Linked DNA regions of Danio rerio: region 1 is linked to region 2. A link is a contact called in public Hi-C data. All regions are on one chromosome and are shown on one strand. The core of a region is the stretch at or near the end of the contact, and the rest is flanking DNA. Distances in the headings are between cores, read along the strand shown.

Region 1 (3,272 bases), core at 424-2,923, 120 kb before region 2:
TACCCTTAATGACAACTGTGAGGGGGGGGTTTAATAACTTTTCCGTTTTGTTTATAGTAAGTTATTCTAAGTCTGCATAATTAAGGATGTGGCCACTGGACTGACAGCTAGATCTCGCTGGTTTGGTATTTGAAGTATTTGGAAATAATACACGCTTTCCTCTTGTAGAAAAATGTCATAAAAACAATGTTTATTAACTCAGTGTATTACAACAGTGTTTTTAAAAGACTAAACACTTTATTGTTATTCAACCAAGCACATGTGGTCAGAACACAAATGAGTCGCAGGTAATGAAGTATAAAGCATTTTTCCTAAAGAAAATCCTGCTAGCACGCGTCTGTGGCTCCGCTCATGCTCCATCTCTTTGCCCTTGTTTGGTATCTCTTAGTCGGTGCGATGACGCGCGAACAAAATTGCGACGGTTGGCTGCGCCTATTTGTAGTTTCATTTGCGTACTTTAAGAGCATATGGGTGACTTCACAGATACTATGTCCATATCTTTACCAGTCTATGCATGGTACACAAAATGTGGGATATATAAATTATACATTTATTTAATGATTTTATATGTGTTTAAATGTGTCTTTTGTTAGCTGAATGTTTATATTGTAAAATTTGTCTCATATATTTAATATAATGAGGCACCAAAAACACACAGACTGCTGAGTAAGTGTTCAGTGCACATTTATGCATTGTGTCATTTCACTCAGCTCTAAATGAGTGAAAAGAAGCCAATAAACACCATCTCTAATGCACAGGTTGATATTATTCCTGCCTGAGTTTTCATATATAGCAAAGCTTCAAAATATTACTCTAAAAAACATCTCTATCAGTCCATTTTGTTGACTATAACTATAATTTTGCATATTTTATCCATGACACAAGTCAGGAGCAAAAATTATGTATCCCACTCATTCCTTTCGGATTATAAATAACCCTCTCCAGCACTTCAGTTGAAAAGATTTAACAAGGCAACTTCTTAATTTTTAAAAATCTTTTGACAAAAGAAGTGTGATTATTTTACACATTTATTTCAGAGTACATCACCCTGTATGTGTGTGTGTGAGCAGATAAAGACAAGCTGCAGAGCTCATTAATACTCACAATCATTCCAAATAAGGTCAAAATGGAGCTTGTCATTCCAGGGGTGTATTCTGCAGTAATAAATGAGAATTGTTTTTTAACTTACCTAAGCCAAAAACTTATTATGCAGGCTTTACAGACAATTAACTATGAATCAATGCATTATATGGCACCTTTAAGGAAATTTTGGTTCATTTTAATGCCATTTTTGCCATAAGTCCTGATTAATTTTCTGTATTGGTCCAATATAATTTCAGCCACCACAGACTTAAATAAGTAGACATAAAACACTCAATACATTATGATGTCCTCTTTTATGTTCCACTGAATACAGAAGGTCATTCAAATTTAGAAAATCTGAGGGTGTGTTGGCATTGGAAGTTACAGATTTTAAAGAAATGAGGAACGTAGCACAAAGTAAATTGGAGAATATTTTGAAATACCAGGTATCTTGGAGTTTCTTCCTTTCACTTCCCATTGTGTGTGTGTGTGTGTGTGTGTGTGTGTGTGTGTGTGTGGTTCTAAGTGAAAGAGGCCAAGGCACAGGAAACGCCTCCCTCTTCAACCCACAGCCCTGAGACCTGAGAGTGGACCCCCCATTAACCCAGCACACAGCGCACACATACCTGCCTCCCCTCATTAGGCTGTGTTGAAGTACATGCTCACCCAAAAGGAGAATAGAAATCCTAATTAGTATTCTCTGCAGGGCCACAACCATTAGCACTTAATTAGCAGAGAGAGCACCCCTCTTTCCGGGTGTGCGGTGGGAAGGGGGGGTTATGTTGAGTTCAATATTTCTGCATATTCGCTGTATGCCTTGGCCCTGAAGAGTTCGCTTTTGTTTTGCACGTGTGCTTGTGTTTATATGCACATTTCTGAGCTGTGCTGTGTTCCAGCCTTTTATATTCTTGCATCTGGACTGCTGAGTGAAACTATTATTGAGCATATGATACTTTTTTATTTAAAAAGACATCCACTAAAATGTAATGCATGGTAATAGTTTATATACTAAAAATCTTGTTGGATGACAAGATGTGAAAGATCGAAGTGCAGGCCTTAAATACTGATTAGTTGTAGTTTTAAGACTAGGTTTTACTCATTTATCACTAGGTTTTACCCATGTTGTTAATCTTATAAAATACAAGTTACATATGATCACTTTTATATATTTTATCATTCATTCATTTTCTTTTTGGCTTAGTCCCTTTATTAATCAGGGGTCGCCACAGTGGAATGAACCGCCAACTTATCCAGCACGTTTTTTGCAGCGGATGCCCTTCCAGCTGCAACCCAACACCAGAAAACACCCGTAAACTTTTACATTCACTATACGGCCAATTTAGCTAATTCAATTCACCTATAGCGCATGTCTTTGGACTGTGGGGTAAACCAGAGCACCCGGAGGAAACATAAGCAAACACGGGGAGAACATGCACAGAAACTTCGGAGAACATGCACAGAAACTTCACACAGAAATGCCAACTGACACAGTCGAGGCTTAAACCAGCGACCTTCTTGCTACCCACTGCGCTTTATATATATATATATATATATATATATATATATATATATATATATATATATATATATATATATATATATATATATATATATATTAATACACATATTAAGTACATGACAGTATAAGTATGTTATTGCACTTCTGCAAAACATATTTATTATACTAAATTATGATGTATAATCTGCCAACAAAAAATATTTTAGCTTTAATATTTTATTGTTTGTAAGCTATAACCATGCTACACTGAAAAAAAGTTTAAAAAAAAATCCTGAACTACTCTGTAACAAAACTTTTTAAGTTGAGCCAACTGAACATTTTTTTGTCTGCTGAACTATAATGCCTTAAGTTGAAGGAACAAAAAAAACATAATCCTTATTTCCTTTCGTTGAACAACAACAACAACAACAACAACAACAACAACAACAACAACAAAAACTCCCATGGAAATTGGTGCTAAGAAATAATATATTATCAGAACAAACAAACATAGTTCAATTGAAAAAACAGAAAAGCATACTTAACATGTGAAGCATTACAAAGCATTTCCCCCCGTTTGTCCTGCCCGTTTTGATTCTTGTCTTGTTTACCATTATTGTTGTTTTGCCTCCTGTCCTGTTTTTATGTCTCTGTTTTAGTTTTGTTTCCAATTAAATTGTTTGTTCATCTG
Region 2 (3,256 bases), core at 206-2,705:
CGAAGAAGCAAGTTTAATTGGAAGGCTGCATTTAAAGTCATTCCACAATTATACAATTATACTGAAGATGCATGTCTGCATGTTGCTCAGTTTGCACCAATTTACTGCACTTTCTGCACAGTTAAGACTAGCGCTCCTTTCAGTGGATGCAAATTCCCCTCATTTGGCTCCAAATGAAGCATAATTGCTCATATTCAAGCAAACACCTTGCTATGAGAGGTTCTTCCTAGTTAGTTCATATTAAATCTGAGGAGAATGAGGGAAAAAAAAAGGATCCCAAAATCCATTTGCGCACACGTGCCAGCTGGATCTTTCTGTTTGGGGGAATGATGAGGAAATGGATGATGCAATTGAGCACATTGAACATTAAAACATCCTGCTAGCACTTTTAATTCAGCAGCCGCCGTCTCCAAACTTGCCTGTATGTTTCTGAATGCTAATTATAGAAATAAAAAAAACAGATTTAGTTAAAAAGTGAATCAAAAGGGATTGTATTTTGCCATCACTGATGACGCTGCATTCCAACACGCTCTGCTTCCCCTTTATTCAGAAAAAAGAAATAATATCACTCAGACAGACGTCCCATCATCAAAGTATTCGCTAGCCTTTCCGCTCTTTTGTTTTGAAGTTAGAGAGGGTCTCGTTATTCAAAAGAGCCAAAGTATCTGAAGTGGCAGTGCAAGCACACCGCCGACAATGGCTTACAAGAGTCTGTTTTAATTCATACCCTCGTTTTAAAAAAAGGGGGACAGCACAACAAACCGTTGACCCACTGATATACAATTAAGAGTGATGCGGCAGTTAATGCTACAAGCAGCTCTGTTTAACAGTCTGTCTTTGACCCACTGCCACTGAATAAATATAATGCAGAGAGCGAGAGAGCGAACGGGAGCCGGGGAGATTTTAAGCCACAGATAAGTAGTTAAAGACCTTTATAGAGTATAACACCATTATCCTTGCTGAATAAAAATAGGATTTAGTGTTTTTTCCACTTAATTTGAATCAAAAGAATCCCCACCTTACATATTGCACTGGTAATGTAATGGAGAGAGAATCACAAAAAGGCTTTGTGGTTCTGACACCTCCTATAGTGGGCCTGTGTTGTGCCGCGAGCAAAAGGGAGAGCAGGCTTTTTCTTCTTGGCCTTGCTATCTGCTAACACATTCTAATTGATGCCGCTGCATTCCTGCACTGGGCGCATTCAATGAATAATGAGTGACGGACTCAATGCCCATGAATTAGTCCCTTCTAAGAGAAGCAGTAAAACAGCCCCCTGCCCCCCGGCCCTGTAGCCAGCGAGCTCCCCTCAATCCCGGGCCAAAGCCTGCTCCGGCTTCACCGCCCATTAAAGTGCCACTATTGTGCAGCGATGCAACCCACAAAAGCTGTCCATCTCTCCGAGGCCTCTAAAGCCTGGACTCACACAGACAGGAGTGACAACCTCTGTAACTCCCCCCCCCGACCCCTTCCCACCCAATAAACCCCCTAATCCCACCCCTTCCACCAACGTGCACGCACACACACACTCATGCAAGCAAGTTGTGCTCTCTCCCTCTCTCTCTCTCTCCTTCGACTGCCTCTGCTGTGCACAAAGCATCAATCTGTCTTCAGTGTTGGCACCCTCTGCCCTTTGTCCCATCTGCAGGTGTCAATGAAAGCAGCTATGGTTGCCCCAGACCCAAAACTCACCAGGCCTCATCTAGAGACAGGAACTGCTGACAAAGACCCAGTGTACAGCGAGAGAAAGTAAAGGAGCTCTCTTAAAAATTGATGCCCAAGGAAGTGTCACAACTTTTAAGAAGTACTGTCCACAGAGAGTAACTTGTCACTAATAAATTTGCAAGGAAGAACCAAAAAGAGGGTCTTCACAGTGATGAAAATTTGTGGTTTCCTCAAGAACTGTTTGGTGAAAAGTTCTTTAAAGAACCGTTTTGTCATAATTTAAAGAACATCAATAATCTTTTTCCTCTGTAAAAAAAAAACCTCTCCACTGATAAATAGTCTTCATGGAACCATCGATGCTTATCAAGAACCTTTAATATTAACAGTGTGTGATATTGAGATTGTGATGGAATGGCAGGTGTAAATGTAAAATCATAATATTACTAATGAACTTTTAAAACAAAACCGAAATGGAGTCTTTATAGTAATAAAATGCGACAAGCAATTAAAAACAATTAAACTGAATTAGCTAGTTAGGCTACTTATCATTAGAGGATATCAGGTGTCATTACCGGATGAATAAAGCCTGCATATTTTTGGACAATTACCAAAAACGGGTTTTATAACCTACAAAAACAGACTAAATATCTATACAACGCTTAAATTATATTATCTAAATGTTTATCTTTCTGTTTTAGTCAACTAGTGTTGGATGTAGGCTAGTGTTTGCTAATCAGAGAGTAACTAAAGGTTTACTATGAGCTGAGCTACCACTTTCTGCATTAGAGCGCCATCGTGTGTTATTATGACATATTGCAGGGGTTTTATAGCAAGGGGACTTCAAGATGGACATTTTATTTACACTGAAACATTTAGCAGACGCTTTTATCCAAAGCGATCTACAAATGAGGAAAATAGAAGGAATCAAACCAACAAATAGCAACAATATGTCAGTCCTCCGACAAGTTCTGTCTTATTTCTAATGCAATACACTTACAAAATTCGTTTAATTAGGACATAACCATAACAAGCATTAAACATATACATTTTCAATTACCATTATAAACATTAAAACCATTATGCATTCCATGAGATTTCGATTGTTTTCTTTTCAGCAGGGGGATTCTGTAGAAATGTGGGTTTGGCCATGTTAAAAGGTCTGTTGATGTAGAGAAATATAAGTAATTATAAATAAATCATAATAAACTTTATTTTATTTACTCACTTAAATATGTGTATTTGTTTATTTATCTTCTTTTTCTTTGAAATAAATTAAAATGTGAGGGAACTACTCAGGTTGTTCGTTCTACAAAAAAGTGAACTCTATTTTTTTTTCTGATTGTTCGCAGTATTATCTGAATTTTTGAGATTAAATGTATTCTTTAAAATTATTTGACTGATGCAAAAAAAAAAAAAAAAAAACTTGTGCTACACTGTAAAAAAATCGTAGTTGTCTTAAATTTTTAAGCTGAATCAAATTAACCGTATGGATCCATTGAATTATGTTTATGTTAAACTGACTTAAAACAGCTTGTCTAACCTACAAAATTAAGTTAGAACTTAGTTTAATAAGTTACTATAAGCTAAAAACATA

Evidence for each region. A called contact is a pair of places that touch in the nucleus more often than the background predicts.
Region 1: a contact with region 2 is called in a Hi-C map of embryo, with 2.1 times the contacts expected there. The contact joins two enhancer-like sites. A contact is called at or near these places in 3 of 18 Hi-C or Micro-C datasets (embryo and gastrula embryo).

Annotation. Positions count from the first base shown.
Region 1 is chr14:37,301,907-37,305,178 of GRCz12tu, reverse strand. All of the region lies in intron 3 of si:ch211-143l19.3 (a long non-coding RNA gene), which reads left to right. Among named protein-coding and RNA genes, the nearest start is that of sox3, 16 kb to the right of the region's middle. Within about 2 kb of position 1,673, at least 8 of the 62 cell types and tissues checked have an H3K27ac peak or open chromatin away from gene starts, as enhancers often do.
Region 2 is chr14:37,181,675-37,184,930 of GRCz12tu, reverse strand. No RefSeq gene overlaps it. Among named protein-coding and RNA genes, the nearest start is that of atp11c, 7.8 kb to the right of the region's middle. Within about 2 kb of position 1,455, at least 14 of the 62 cell types and tissues checked have an H3K27ac peak or open chromatin away from gene starts, as enhancers often do.